Linked DNA regions of Mus musculus: all the other regions are linked to region 2. Evidence: chromatin contacts called from public HiChIP or PLAC-seq and promoter capture Hi-C data. All regions are on one chromosome and are shown on one strand. The core of a region is the stretch at or near the end of the contact, and the rest is flanking DNA. Distances in the headings are between cores, read along the strand shown.

Region 1 (4,509 bases), core at 1,065-3,564, 1.1 Mb before region 2:
ACAGTAAACTCCAGCAACAGAGGGAGCATGGGGCTTTTCATGTTGGAGTGTTTTTTCTAATTTTTAGCACAGCTTCCAGCATGTTCTAGGTTCGTTATGAATAATTATTATCTCAGATGCCCTCTCTCACCATGCTGATGTGAAGACCAAGAGAGTAGACAGTGAAGAGCTCTGCCAAACTTGCCTGCTCTAGTGGTGGGTTTCTGCTAGACCAGCTAAATATGTGCTCTGTGGATAGCTGGCTGTCATATGGGGATGTTGACAGCATGTGGATCAAAATGTATCTTATGGTCTGGGCTCACCCAGGCTCCAAAAGCTCATAGCTTTTCCTGGTCTGCTCTAGGAAGTCTTCCTGAGAGAAGAAAGCCTCTTTCTTGGTGATGCTGTGGAGAGCCCGCCCAGGTGTGTATGCAGAGCAAGGTGAGCCAGCCTCCACCCTGCAGCTCCTGGTTGCAGCCCCAAGTACCTGCTCGTCCATCTTGTGAGCGATGAGGGTAGCTCCCTCCTCCAGCTCAGCCACGCTGATGGGCCGGACCCTAAGTGCCACCTGGGAGGAAGACCAGAACCCTGGGTTAAGAGGACCATACGTAGCCATGGAGGGAGGGATGACAAGGTCTTTGAATTCCTTTCCCAACAGGGTTGTGTTCTCCAGCATCCAACCATCTGCATCTCCTTGGTCCTGAAGAACATTGTGGGTCTAGGGCATTGCCTGAGCCAGAGGGCAGCTGGTCCACAGGGTGTCTGGATGAGTCTGAGTGTCTCTTTTCAAAAGTCTGTATACCTCAGGGGGAGCCCCCAGGGGATGAACTGTCTACACAGGCTGCTTCAGTCACATGCCCAAATTAAACACTTGCCACTCCCTTGGGCTGAAATCCGGAGCCTTGGGGACCAGAGCCACGTGTCTGTATCTGAGAGTGAGGTACTGTTGGGAAGGGGGGGGGGGGTTGTGGACAGAATGGTGTAGAAATGAGGATAGGATGAGAATCTTCCCCTTTGTCCTTCCAGCAACTTGTGGCTGCATCCTAACACTCCCAGGAAGTGTTACCAAGGGCTTCTCTGTTCTCTATTTCCTGGCCACTTAGAGATAGATATGTCTCCCTCCAAAATAAAACCAGAGTCAGGGATTGGGGAGAATTTCTTCTGCTGAGCAAAAGGAGGTGCCTGGATACTGAGTGGACCTCAAGGACCCTCAGTTCCTTTCATCCACACAGACTGTCCTATTGCCTTTATCAGCCTCCTCCCTGGATACGCCTCCTTGGTGAAAGGAGGGTCTTTGTCCCTGCCCTAATGACAATGAATATTCTTGGAGCAAACTCTTTCAAAGAGGCCATTCTCACTGTCAGAGAGGGTGCCACCGAGTCTGGAACTGGCTCCTAGGGCTGAATCCAAGCTTCCCTGTGCAGAAACAGGTTCTCGGGCATTTCGGTAGTGATGCTCTGCCTGCTGGGGCAGAAGGACCATTTCCACAGATCATAGGTTAAGGCTAGGGACTGGGAAGAAGGCTGTGAAAGAGAGAGGAGAGATCTCCACCTATCCTACAACCTGAGTAGCACCAAGGCTTCTCTTTGTGGCTCCAGCTTCCACCACGGATAGTCAAGAATCTCTCTTTGGTCTCTACCTACCCTTACTCCTTCCCATGTGGCTATTCTTCCCAGGCCAGTAGACCCTGGGACTATCCAGGTGGCTTCTAGCATTTCTCTGAAGTATCTGGAGTCCTGATTTGGACAGAGCCTGAGGCACAGCCCATAACTAACTGCTCCTCAGACTTGGTGCTGGCTCCCCCTATTTCGGGGGCTTTTGTCTTTCTATCTGTGGCTCCATCTTCCTTTAAAGCAAGACCTGGCTGGGTTTAAGCCCTCTGATTCGCTAGAGAATCCCAGCTTCCTTCTCAGGCAATAGTTGAGACCTCTCTTGGGTCTTGACCTCTGAGTCTTGGCCCAAAGAAGGCTGAACTTGGGCAGGGGAAGTGGGGTGCTAACTTCCTAACCCCAGGAAGTGCCACCATCCCTTCTGGCCACTGAGAACTTGGGTAGTTGTTCTGCACAGTCCCAGACTCCCATCTCTTGCTCTCAGTGGTCACTATGTTTGAGGCTGTCAAGTCTCAGGTTTGGTGGAGGGGAACCAAGCAGGAGCTTGATAAGGGGTCTCACCATGAGTTGCTGGTCCTTTGAGTCACCGCTGTCCTTCATGATTGCGGTAGGTAAAGAGCCTCAGGCCGCGACAGCTGGCATGGCTGAGACGCACCTCCACTATGGTCACCTCCTCGGATCGCTCTTCCGCCTCCGCTGCTGCCTGACAACCCGAAACCAACAACGCGCCTGCCGCCCGAGCGCTGACCAGGAGGCGGGGCCAGGAGGGCCTGGCCGGCTCCGCCCCGCCCCCTGTGCTGCCCCGCCCCCTATGCTCGCTCCGCCTTCTGCGCTCTGCCCCCTGAACTTTGGTGAGCAGGACGCCTCCACGCAGGACACCCCCGGCCCCCTTGCGCTTCTGTTGCAGCTATTGCTGCTTGTCCCGAGGTTTTCTGTCAGTACGAGTGGTCACCGGTCTGAGCGTCTCGACCTCCTCCCGGCCTAGCGGCGTCCGTTTGGTGGCCCCTCCGCACACACCCGTGCCCAGGCTCGAGGCTCCTGGCTGTGTCTTCTGCGCTCCCGACACCGGCCTGGCACGCGACTAGCTGGGCAGAAGCAACCTTGCCTGTGGCTACGATCTTCTGCTGCTCGCTTGACTGTTACTGGGCGTCTCCAGGGCGCGCCTAGCAGCCTCAAGTTTCCAGGAGTAATGCTGGCTTCGCAGCGGTGGAGGCCAGTGCCTAGGGTGTGGGTAGCTGCACCCATTGTCCAGAGGAAGAGAGGATGAGGGAGTGAGAAGGTGGGTGAAAAGCTGGCCTGCACCCTTTTGGCACCTGGCTAAGTAAAGTGTATAGACACACTAGCAAACCAAGCCTGAAGTCAGAATGAATGGATTTGGCCTGCCTGCCAGAGTAGCACCACCCAGGAGAGTCCACCTGTCCCCTCAGGTTGCATTTGGCCTAGGTTAGCTATGGATGTGGCTCGACACAAAATCATAAGCTTACTTAAAATAATCCGAGGGTCCGCCAGATGGCTTGCCCTGTCAGGGAGCTTGCAAGCTCACTACCTGAGTTCAGTTCCTGAGACCCACATGTGTAAAAGGCCAGACCTGACACCCAAATGTTGTCCTCTGATCACCACATGGACTCCCTAGTACATGTGCATAATATATAAATGTAAATTTTTTAAAGTATGAATGGGGGCGGCAATGCTGGAGAGACAGTTCATGAGGTACTCTCTCTCTCTCTCTCTCTCTCTCTCTCACACACACACACACACATCATTAAAAATAACTCTTTTATGACAAGTTTCTTGAATTTTTTTTTAAGACAGTTTTTTCTCTGTGTAGCCCTGGCTGTTCTGAAAGACCATCCTGGCTTCCAACTCACAAGATCCCCCTGACTCTGTCTCCCAAGTGCTGGGATTAAAGGCCTGTGCTACCGTCCCCTGGCTTTTTTGTTTGTTTGTTTTTTCTGGGTTGGGGGAGTTTCTTGAAAATTAAACAAACAAACAAACAAACAAACAAACAAAACCAAAAGTGGGTTACACAGTTCTCCATTGTGAATTTCGCAGGTGAGATCACTTTGCGATGTAAAAAAGCCGGACAGGAGGCCAGGTGGCCAGGTGGAACAATGGATACACAGTTGCAATTTCCATTCTTGGTAACAGTAACAACAATTACACACTCAGGGAGCCCAGTGGAAATTTTCCTCGTCTCAGGAGGCCTGGGCAAAACAGGATTCTAGTCCTAGCTCTGCCTTAAACCTGCCTAGCCACTGAGAGCCTGGTTTTCCTGTCCTGTCTGCCTGTCACCTGGATGGTGTTGGAACTCTTCCTGAATGTAGTGATCTGTCCTTTGCATTGTCTGTCCCACTGAAGCTGAGAGCCCAGAGCTCTTGCACAGACCAGAGAAGGAGACTCCATGGGGTTAGAATCCAGGAAAGACGCTGGAAAAGCAAGTACCCACATCCCTTAAGGCTGTCTCAGACACCTGGCAGGTCCCCAGAGATAGAGCCCAATGTCAGCCTGTGCCTTGGGACTGGTTTCCCCGGCTTCCCCCAGGAGCGGGTGTTGGGCATAGTTATTAATAAACAGCGGCAGGAAGCAGCTGGCAACCCTGGGTTTGATAAATATATAAACCAAGCCAAGTCTACAAACCAAAGTCTCCTGCAGGGGGTCCCAGGTACTGCCTGACTCTCTGAGGCTGGCCAGTTTGCGAATGGGTCATTCTGCAAAGAGAATGGGGCCATGAGCCCAGAGGGTTTTCTGCCTTTTTATTTTATTTTGAGATGGGGATTGAGACTGTTAACCCAGGCTAGCCTCAAACTCACAGCCTTCCTGTCTCAACTCCCCAACTGATATAATTATAAATATATGCCAGTACTTTCCACTCTGGTGGCATTTTAGACCCTTGAATTTACTTTTTTTTTTTTTTTTTGGT
Region 2 (4,521 bases), core at 1,098-3,597:
TCCCCAGGGCTCTGACTGGTTTTAGGGTTCCTCCGTTTAGCTCTGGCTGTTCTGGAACTTGCTCTGCTGTAGACCAGGCTGGCCTCGAACAAACTCAGAGATCCACCTGCCTCTGTCTCCCAAATGAGTGCTGGGATTAAGGTGTGAGCCATCACAGTCTGACTACTATTTGCATATCATATCCATTGCCTCCTCTCAGCCCATCCTCCAGGGAAGACTTGCAGGGTGATCACCCTTATGATTAGCACACACCCCTTACACACACACACACACACACACACACACACACACACACCAGGCCTGGTAGCTCATACTTTTTTTGGGGGGGGGTAATGATTTATTTATTCATTTTATGTATTTGAGTACTCCATTTCTTTCTTCAGACACACCAGAAGAGGGCATCAGACCCCACTGCAGATGGTTGTGAGCCACCATGTGGTTGCTGGGAATTGAACTCAGGACCTCTTGGAAGAGCAGCCAGTGCTCTTAACCTCTTGAGTCATCTCTCCAGCCCAGCTCATGCCTTTTAGCCCAGCGGAGACAGGCCAATTTACCTAGTGAGTTGGGGTTGGTCAGGGCTAAGTAGAGAAAGGCCTTGTCTCAAAAACAAAACAACAAAACAAAACAATCCAAACCTCTGAAGTGGCCTAGGACTCCTCCCCTCCTCCACCTCCCAGCCTACTGCCCACTGCACCCTTTCTTCTCTGAATGCTTGTTTTTGCTTGAGTCTTGGTCAGGCCCCTCTTCTGGACAAAGCCCCCCCCCCCCCCATCATCACCAGATTTTTCTCCTAACATACTCTCTGCCACCTTTCCTTGCCCTCATCCCTCCATCCAACCCGTATTCTGTCCAGTGTTGTTTCTGCCCCATAGCCTGAGTGTCCCTCCAGCCCCCCAAGCCCCCACCCATGGCAGTGACCTCCAGGACGTGGCTCTGCAGTGTGCCCTTGAGCTTTCCGCACCTTGGTTGCCCCCTCTGCCTTCTCTAGCAGACCCATGGGACTCTCAAATAATCCCAAGGTGACAGACCAAGGACCTAATCAATACCTAAGGATAGGGTCAAGAGATGCAAGAGCCTCTTCCCCAGGGACCCTTGATCTCCAGCCCTAGACAGCCATTCTGCCTACAGTCCCGGGTACAGGGTGATCCCAGGCTACTCTTACTCCAGCCCCACCCAGCTCCAAGGCCATTCCCAGCGCGGATCTATCTCTCCAGCTGCTGTCTTTTCAGATCTGGAGTTCAAAAGAACAACAGATCTAGGCATAACAGCCGCAGGAAACAAAGCTGGCAGGCTGGATCCTGTCGGCTCAGCCACAGGCCTGCAGCGCCAAGCTTACCTCTCCCCGCTGGGTCCCGGGGAGGAGATGTCTCTAGTTCTAGTTCCTAGGGCCTAAAAAGCCCACATGTCCTGGTAACAGTGGCTCCTGGAGAGGCCAGGCCACTTCAGGACCCAGGAGGGGGAAGGAAATAGCCTGGTTTAATTAGAGCTTTAAAAATGCTCCTAAGAAAGCCGATTCTGAGGTCCTCAGCCCTTCAGGGCAGGGTTGGCCTAATAATAATAAAACAACATTTGCATGGATATTTCATTTACAAAGCATTTTCTCCGGGTAAGGGAGGCTCTGGGGTGGCCCAGTGGATTCCTCGCTGGGAGGTCACCCCCAGCCTTGGGTCGGTTCCACCTCCTTCGGAGCTTACCATTGTGATTGCCTGCGGGGTAAACAAAGGGCCCTTCATGGAACTGTTTCCGATGCTTCTGGCCTGCATTCCTTTTGTCCCCCCCCACCCCCCTTCCAGGAAGAGCACGCTTGGGGTTTGTCATTCCGTCTAGAAAAGAGGCTCAGAGGGCCTGGTGGGAGGGAGAGTGGCTGGGACCTAGTGGAGGAACCTTTCCTCTGTCCCACACACCCTCTGACTACCCCCATCCCACTCCACCCAACACCTGGGCATCGCTGTATGCAGTAGGTTCGCATCAATGGGTAGTTATATCCCCACACATACAATGGGACACTGGTTTGGCAACGGCTCTGTTCTGTGATCGGCAGAGATAAGCAGGTGTGAGTCTTTGCCAATCCCTTCCCCAGCTGAGGATGGGGGTTGTGTGAACAGTGTGGGGGTGTGGGGCCCTGGAAGGCCTGCACCTGCATGGGTGGGTGGGAGGGCTGAGGCAGCCGAGGAGCCTCTGGGGGTACACTCAGCCAGAAAGTCACGTGCAGTCACCTGGCCCCTTGAAGGAAGAGGTGACCTGAGAGGGTGAGAAAGAGGGGCCAGCATCAGATAGGGCCTGGCCCCGTTAATTAGGATTAGGTGCGGATGGGCTATATAGGAGCCACCTGCGGGGGTTCTGGCATCTTGGCTCTTTCTGCTTTTCCGGCGGGAGACGGAAGATGGAGGAGGTCATTGCCGGGCTGCAAGGGTTCACGTTCGCCTTTGAGCTGGATGTGGAATCGCAGAAGGGCACTGGGCTACTGCCTTTCCAGGGCATGGACAGTGAGTGGCGATGCCTGTGTCCCCTGCTCAGGTCCTGGAGGTGCTGTGCGTCTCTCCCACACAGCTTCTGGGTATTCACTGCCCGGGATAGAAAGGCAGACTTCCGAGCTGCCAGAGCTCCCTGGGTGCCCCCGAAACCTTCCACCTCCTGCCTCAGAGGTGGGCTGAGTTTAAGTGGAATTTAGAGACTGGTTCTGGGCGGTGGGGGAAGGGTTTCGGAAGAGGGTACCCCGTTGACTCAGCCTCCACAGACGGAGACAAATGAGAACTGGTTTTGATGGTGGACTGGGGCCGCCAAGGGGCTGAGAGGCAGGCGGGAGGATTGTGGCGGTTCTGTCCAACCTGAACTACAGGGCGAGACAGTTGCATAAACAGACGGGCAAAGGAACAGGTAAACAACAAAACTCCAAAGCCCAGCCAGAGAGAGTAGTCGGGGCCCACGCAGCTCCAAGCCCGGAGGCTTAGGTGGGACTTGCCGCAAGGCTCCAGCTCTGGGAACGCCACCTTCTCCTCCGGTTTCTTTCTCCTCCAGAGTCCAGTTCAGCTGTGTGCAACTTCTTCGCTAAAGGGCTCTGTGTGAAAGGTGAGTGAGTCAGGCCTGGGCTGGGCCGGGACAGGAACGGCTGTGGGGACCATGCTGGGTTCAGCTGGGGACTAGGACGTAGTGTGAGCTTGGCTCCTGGACTAGATAGGATCCAGCCTCTGTCATGAGCAAGAAGGTAGCCAGCCATGTGTAGTTGGTACCACAGAAGTTGTGTTTTATTATGCTGAGGGTCACCACACAAGGCTCACACTCTCAATTCCTAACTACGGTCATATTATTATCTGCTCAAGGCTGCTCACCTGTGCGACGACATACCTTAGCTAGTTTATGACAGAAGTCTCTGATTTGAACCCCACCCTGGCTACTGGTCTTCTTTTCTGGATTGGAGGTCACTTTGAGGTTCCTCCAATAGCAACATACAGTGGTCTACATACCTAACCCCTAACAGTAGTGTTTCTAATTCACCCTGAAGCCCGGCTATGGACTCAGGTGAAGAGAGTCTTAAGGGGCCTGCCGTGGAGAGCCTTAATATTCGGTTCCTATAAGTCAGGAGGCTGGGGGTGGGGCAGAGAGGACCTGGAGCCCTTTCGGGATGATTGCATGAGAAGAAGAGGAGCTCACTGGCCATCCAGGCCCCGGGAAACCAGAACCTTCGAGGTCCATTACAGAGTGAGTGAGCCACAGCTCAAAGAGAAAGCTGCTACTGAGGAAAGCCAGAGCCCAAGGAATGGCCAGCCAGGAGTGTGTGTGTGTGTGTGTGTGTGTGTGTGAGACAGAGAGACAGACAGACAGACAGAGTCATGCAGGCAGGCCAGGGGGCATTCAAAGAGGATGTCCTTGTCACGCATGGAAACAAGCCTTGCTTAGACATAGCCCTCCCTTCCAGTGGCAGTGTCTGCTGAATAAAGATACCGAGGTGGTCAAATGTAATGTTTCTAGTGTGTGGCCACTGTTAGAGTCACCCATGTCATGCCTGTGTTGTCCTTAATATTTGAAGTCGTGAACTCACGCCAAGGAGGCCTGCAGTGCGTGGGTAGATCACTTGCCTAGCCTGCAGCAAGCTCATGATCTCCGGCTGGCGATGCAGGCCCGTAGTCTCCGCACTTCGAAGTTGGAGGCAGAAAGGTCAGAATTCCAAGCTCATTCTTGGAAACATAGTGAATTTGAGACCAGCCTGGGCTACTCGAGACCCTGTTTCAAAGACTGAGAGAGACGACTCAGCAGTTACAGGCATCTGCTTCTCTTGCAGAGGACCCTGGTTCAGTTCCCAGCACCCACCTGGCAGCTCACAACTGTCTGCAGTTATAGATCTGATGGCACTTCTGACCTCTGAGGGCTTCGGCACGCAAGCACGTACATACATACATACATACACACACACACACACAAACACACAAACACATAAGAATTTTTTTTTTTTTTTTTTTTTTTTTTTTTTTGGTTTTTTGAGACAGGGTTTCTCTGTGTAACCCTGGCTGTCCTGGAACTCAC
Region 3 (4,153 bases), core at 516-3,015, 1.1 Mb before region 2:
GACACTTGTCCAGCCTTCCCCCATCCTCTTATCCACCACTTCCTCCTTTCTGGACAAGTCAGTCCTATTGTCTCAGCCCTCTGGCCCTCTAAGCAGTAGGCTGGTCTACGAACCCGGTAAGAACGGACCTGGAGAGATGCTAAGGCACGGGAGGACCCACAGCCCGTTTACTGTCCTCCCTTTCACTGGACCAAAATACCCCAGCACGCCGAGTCTTAGATCTTCTAAGCAATCAAGGGTCTGCTCTCCGCTTGGAATGTGCCCCACCCCCATCGCCAGCAGCACTCCCTCCCAGCCACAGAACAGACCTTGTTGGGGGGATGGGGTTCTCCAGGAGCACAAAGCCACGCTTCTATATATTCTCGTGTCTGTACTTCAGAATCAAGATCGTGAAATCTTAAGGAATGATTTAGAACTTTGTAAGTGCAAACGTGTGGGCGCGAAGTAGAAACGGAAAGCGCTCTGGAAAAACCAGGGGTGAATAAGGGGTGGGACCCAGAACATAGGCCTCTACACGGAGAAGCGCCGTAGGCCTCTGAAATTCCAAACTTCCCGCGGAGAGATCCTGAGCCTTCACCTCCCTATTCCAACTGGACTGTGTCAACACTCTACGCCCCTGAAAGTTCGAACCGAAAGAGCAAAGGACCAGGCTCTCTGTCCCTAATCCCTCTGGTCACAGAAACCTGCCCTCCCCACGCACTGCCGCGAAATAAGGAAAGGAAGCCAACCTACAGTCACAGTCGACCGTAGCCTCCCACTACGAGAGTGGATAGAGGAACAGCTCTCCGACACTAAGATCCCTTGCGGAACACCCCCGGCCGCAGAACCTGGCTTCCCCGAGCCATTAAATCCCCAGCTGGCTCGGGTTTGGAAACTTTCTGCGAACTTGTAGAGTGGGTGCATCGTCACCCACCCCTTGGGTTTTCACCGGGGGCCTCGGCCCTCTCCCTTTCCCAGCCAGCTGGACCCAGCCCTTCCTGCGGGCCGATGGCTAGGGCGGAGCGCCGAGGCAGCAGCCCTTACCTGGGACGCGCAGCCAGCCCGCTCCGGCGCCGCGCTCAGAGCCAACTTCGGCCCCAGGCAGGGCGCCGGCGGGCGTAGGAGGGACTCAAAGCAGGGCGCGGGGCCAGAGCCCGTTCAGGCGGGGGGTGACCAGGCCTGAGCAAAGGTGCGGGGGCCTGCCTCCCAGGGACCCCCGACTGAGCACTGAGCTAAGCGCGCTCAGTGGCTCGCTCTCCCGCCCGCCTCCCCAGGCACAGTGCTCCCCTCTCTCGGCCAGGGTGGGCCGGGCTGCATCACCGTGACATCACCTCCATTCCCGGCGCTCCTCCGGGGCCAGCAGCGCTCCAGGTACGAGCAATCCTAATCCCCAGTAACAAAGCGCGCCCGGCCCTGCCCCCTCCGACTCACCTCCAGGCTCGGCCGACGCGCACTTTCGGGTTGGGAAAGGCGATCGGAGTTTCTGGCCAAACTGACTAGTGGGTTGTTGCTGTTTACTGCCACGCCCCCGCACGCGGGCGCGCGCGCACTTGCGCGTACTCACTTTCTGGATTCGCCTTTCTCTCCCGAAAGAGGTTCGGGGTGCAGCTCAGTACACCCCTAGGCTGCATCTCCCAGCGATCGCACGCACCCACAGACTCACGGTGGCCACCTTGGCGCGTCTACCCGTGACAGACACCCAACCTTTGTCACTTTCGTCCTGGCTTTCCCATGAGACACATGCCTGGCACAGTTCGCTGCTCCGGGCTGGAGCGAGGAACACACTAGGACACAAAGTCCGTCTTTGTCACGGCTCCGCGCCCCCTCCCCTAGCGAGCTTGCACACGTGGACACAGCGCACACGGAGCGTCCTCCTCTTTCGTGCGTGATCCTTCCCGAAGAGCCCAGTCTCCAAGATCACGAGGGAATGTCACGGCGCACGTCCCTAAATCTGTGGACTGAGTCCAGAACCCCTGCGGGCTGTTGGCCGGAGTCTTTGTCGGCCTGACTACCCCACGCCCGAGTTTCTTACAACGCGGGCTCCCCTCCCCGCGTCCCGGTTCCCTGTGGTGACCTGTCCTAATTAGCCTCTCAGTTTTGTTCCCGAGGTAGTGTTTAACAGGATCCCTGTGGTCTGTGCGCTCCTGGCCACGTTGTTGCTGACTCTAAGTCCAGCCTCTCCCGAAGTCTGAAGACCTTTCCACGAATTCAGATTCCCCTGAACCACACCCCCACTCCCTGCCCGGGCGGATCCACCCTTTCTCCTCCAGCCCCGGGAATCTGCTGAAAAGAAACCGCAGAAATAGGGAAGCGAATCCCAGCTGAGGCCTATCTGGCCCAGTAAACAAGAGATTTTTTTCTTTCCGGCCACTTTCTCTGGGGACCTGGGATCCCGCGGGAGTGAGTTGTGCTGTCTTTGGAGCACTGAGTGGGTCTGGTTGCATTGCGCTGTATCCCCGTAGGGGACAAGTCGCAAGAGCAAGGGAGAGGTTGTTGGGCCTGACAGGGGCCTTGGGGACTCTGGGGGAGGGCAGGGAGTCGGGTCTCAGGGTGCGGGTTCTCGCGACGCCGAGTTGCCTGGGGGATCGCCAGGAGCGCGGTCGGAGCCAGCCGGTGGCTGGGCAGGCTGCAGGGCGTGTTTGCTCAATCCTGGGCTCCCGCGAGGAGGGGGGGGGGGCGGGGGGGCGGGAGGGGGGAGGCAGCTGGTCACAGGCGAGGGGATAGCCAGGTGGAGGAGGTCAGGGAGCTAGTGACCCGTACCTCCCCGACTGGCTGTGTGTTTGAGTACCTCCATCTATGACAACCTGGAGTCTAAACTCAATGAATCACCCGGAGTTGCCGGAGCGATAAAACCTTCGGCCGGTTCCTCCTCACCGCTCTGTTCTTTTCTGACTCTAGGAGGAATGTTTATTTAAGGGGGGTGTGGGGGGGAGAAGCCTGTGGGGCCCAGACTTTCTAGAACCCTGAATCCTTTCCTGTGCCCTGTAGTTTCTGTCAGGTCTGGGGAATGTGGCAAAGCTCGAACTATTTCAGTGGGTGGCTGCTGTGGGGGTACCCGCTCCCATTCCTAAATCCACCTCCCAACCCAAGGTTAGAGATCTAAGGCTCAGGTGTCAAGGCTTGAATGGAGCAGGCAGTTAGTGCCCACGCTAGCTAGAAAGGCAAACAGACTGGTTAGACCTAAGTGAACGGTGAAAGTCTCCCTGGCCTCTGCCTGGTTTTCATTAACTAGGTGACCAATGCCTAACTCTGCTGAGGGCTTTTTGGCATCTGTGAAAAGCCAGCTTGGGGGGGGGGGGGGCTGGGGGGGTGAGTGTCAAGACCCTGCAAAGGATCTCAATTTTCTGTCTTCTCTTTTCCCTACAGTCTCCAAAACTATATGACTGGTTTGCCCTGCTTGGCTCACACCTGTAGCTCTAGCCCTTGGGGAGAAGAGGCAGGCTGGACTACATAAGATTCTGTCTCCAAACAAAACCACACTCTTAGCCCCTGCTTCCCACCGGGCAGGGTTATCTATCCGGCCTGGTCACACACTGAGAGTCACTTAAAAGGGACTGTCCCACTGGGGCTGAGCCCTGCCCTCAGCTAGCCTTGTGAGGCAGCTGGTCTTAGAAAGGAGGCCAGTATCTGAGAACTCTTAGCTCTTCCCTGTTCTCTAAGGCCCCCTTCTTGTAACAAAATCTGCCTTCAAAGGACAAAGCAAGTCCCTGGGGCAGATGGCTCCCACCTCTGCTTCTCCCAGATCCCTGCTCTGCTCTGCTTAGGTCTTTGGAGAAAGAGTTGGGGACCAACAGAGGAACGTTCTATGGACCTTCTCTGACTCCAGCCACAGGAACATCTATGATCCCTAGTGCCTCTCACCCTGATTGAACCCAACATTGCTCTAGCTGCTCTGTATACTTGAGTTCCCGCTGAAAGGCAGGCTGACACCATCTTTGCTCACTTGGCCCATCTTTGAGCTGCCAGAGCCCTCGTTCCTGGAGTCTTAGAAGTGCCACCCACTAGCTGTGTGACAGATCAAGTCATTCCACCCCTCTGAATCCCCTTTCTTTCCTCTTCTGGAAAATGAAAGTAATAACTCCCCCTCCCACCCCTCACGAAATACAACATGTCTAAAATGTTCCCCCCACCACCACCATTCAAATTTACAGGCTGGTCTGAGGCCAGACTCTTC

What was found. Promoter capture Hi-C pulls out the DNA fragments that hold promoters and counts their contacts. HiChIP or PLAC-seq counts read pairs in DNA pulled down with a chosen protein or histone mark.
Region 1: a promoter capture Hi-C map of hippocampal neurons shows a contact between it and region 2, with 5 times the contacts expected there. The contact joins the promoter of Kif19a here to the promoter of Cpsf4l in region 2.
Region 3: a contact with region 2 is called in a FOXA1 HiChIP or PLAC-seq map of pancreatic cancer cells. The contact joins the promoter of Gprc5c here to the promoter of Cpsf4l in region 2. A contact is called at or near these places in 1 of 39 promoter capture datasets (liver) and 1 of 115 datasets of contacts at active chromatin or transcription factors (pancreatic cancer cells).

What each region holds. Positions count from the first base shown.
Region 1 is chr11:114,763,194-114,767,702 of GRCm38.p6, reverse strand. It overlaps Kif19a (kinesin family member 19A), which reads right to left and starts at 2,314. Exons shown (of 20, transcript NM_001102615.1): 1 at 2,151-2,314; 2 at 467-547. The coding sequence starts at 2,189.
Region 2 is chr11:113,707,352-113,711,872 of GRCm38.p6, reverse strand. It overlaps Cpsf4l (cleavage and polyadenylation specific factor 4-like), which reads left to right and starts at 2,347. Exons shown (of 8, transcript NM_026682.2): 1 at 2,347-2,486; 2 at 3,019-3,069. The coding sequence starts at 2,384.
Region 3 is chr11:114,849,144-114,853,296 of GRCm38.p6, reverse strand. It overlaps Gprc5c (G protein-coupled receptor, family C, group 5, member C), which reads right to left and starts at 1,765. Exons shown (of 5, transcript NM_001110337.1): 1 at 1,411-1,765.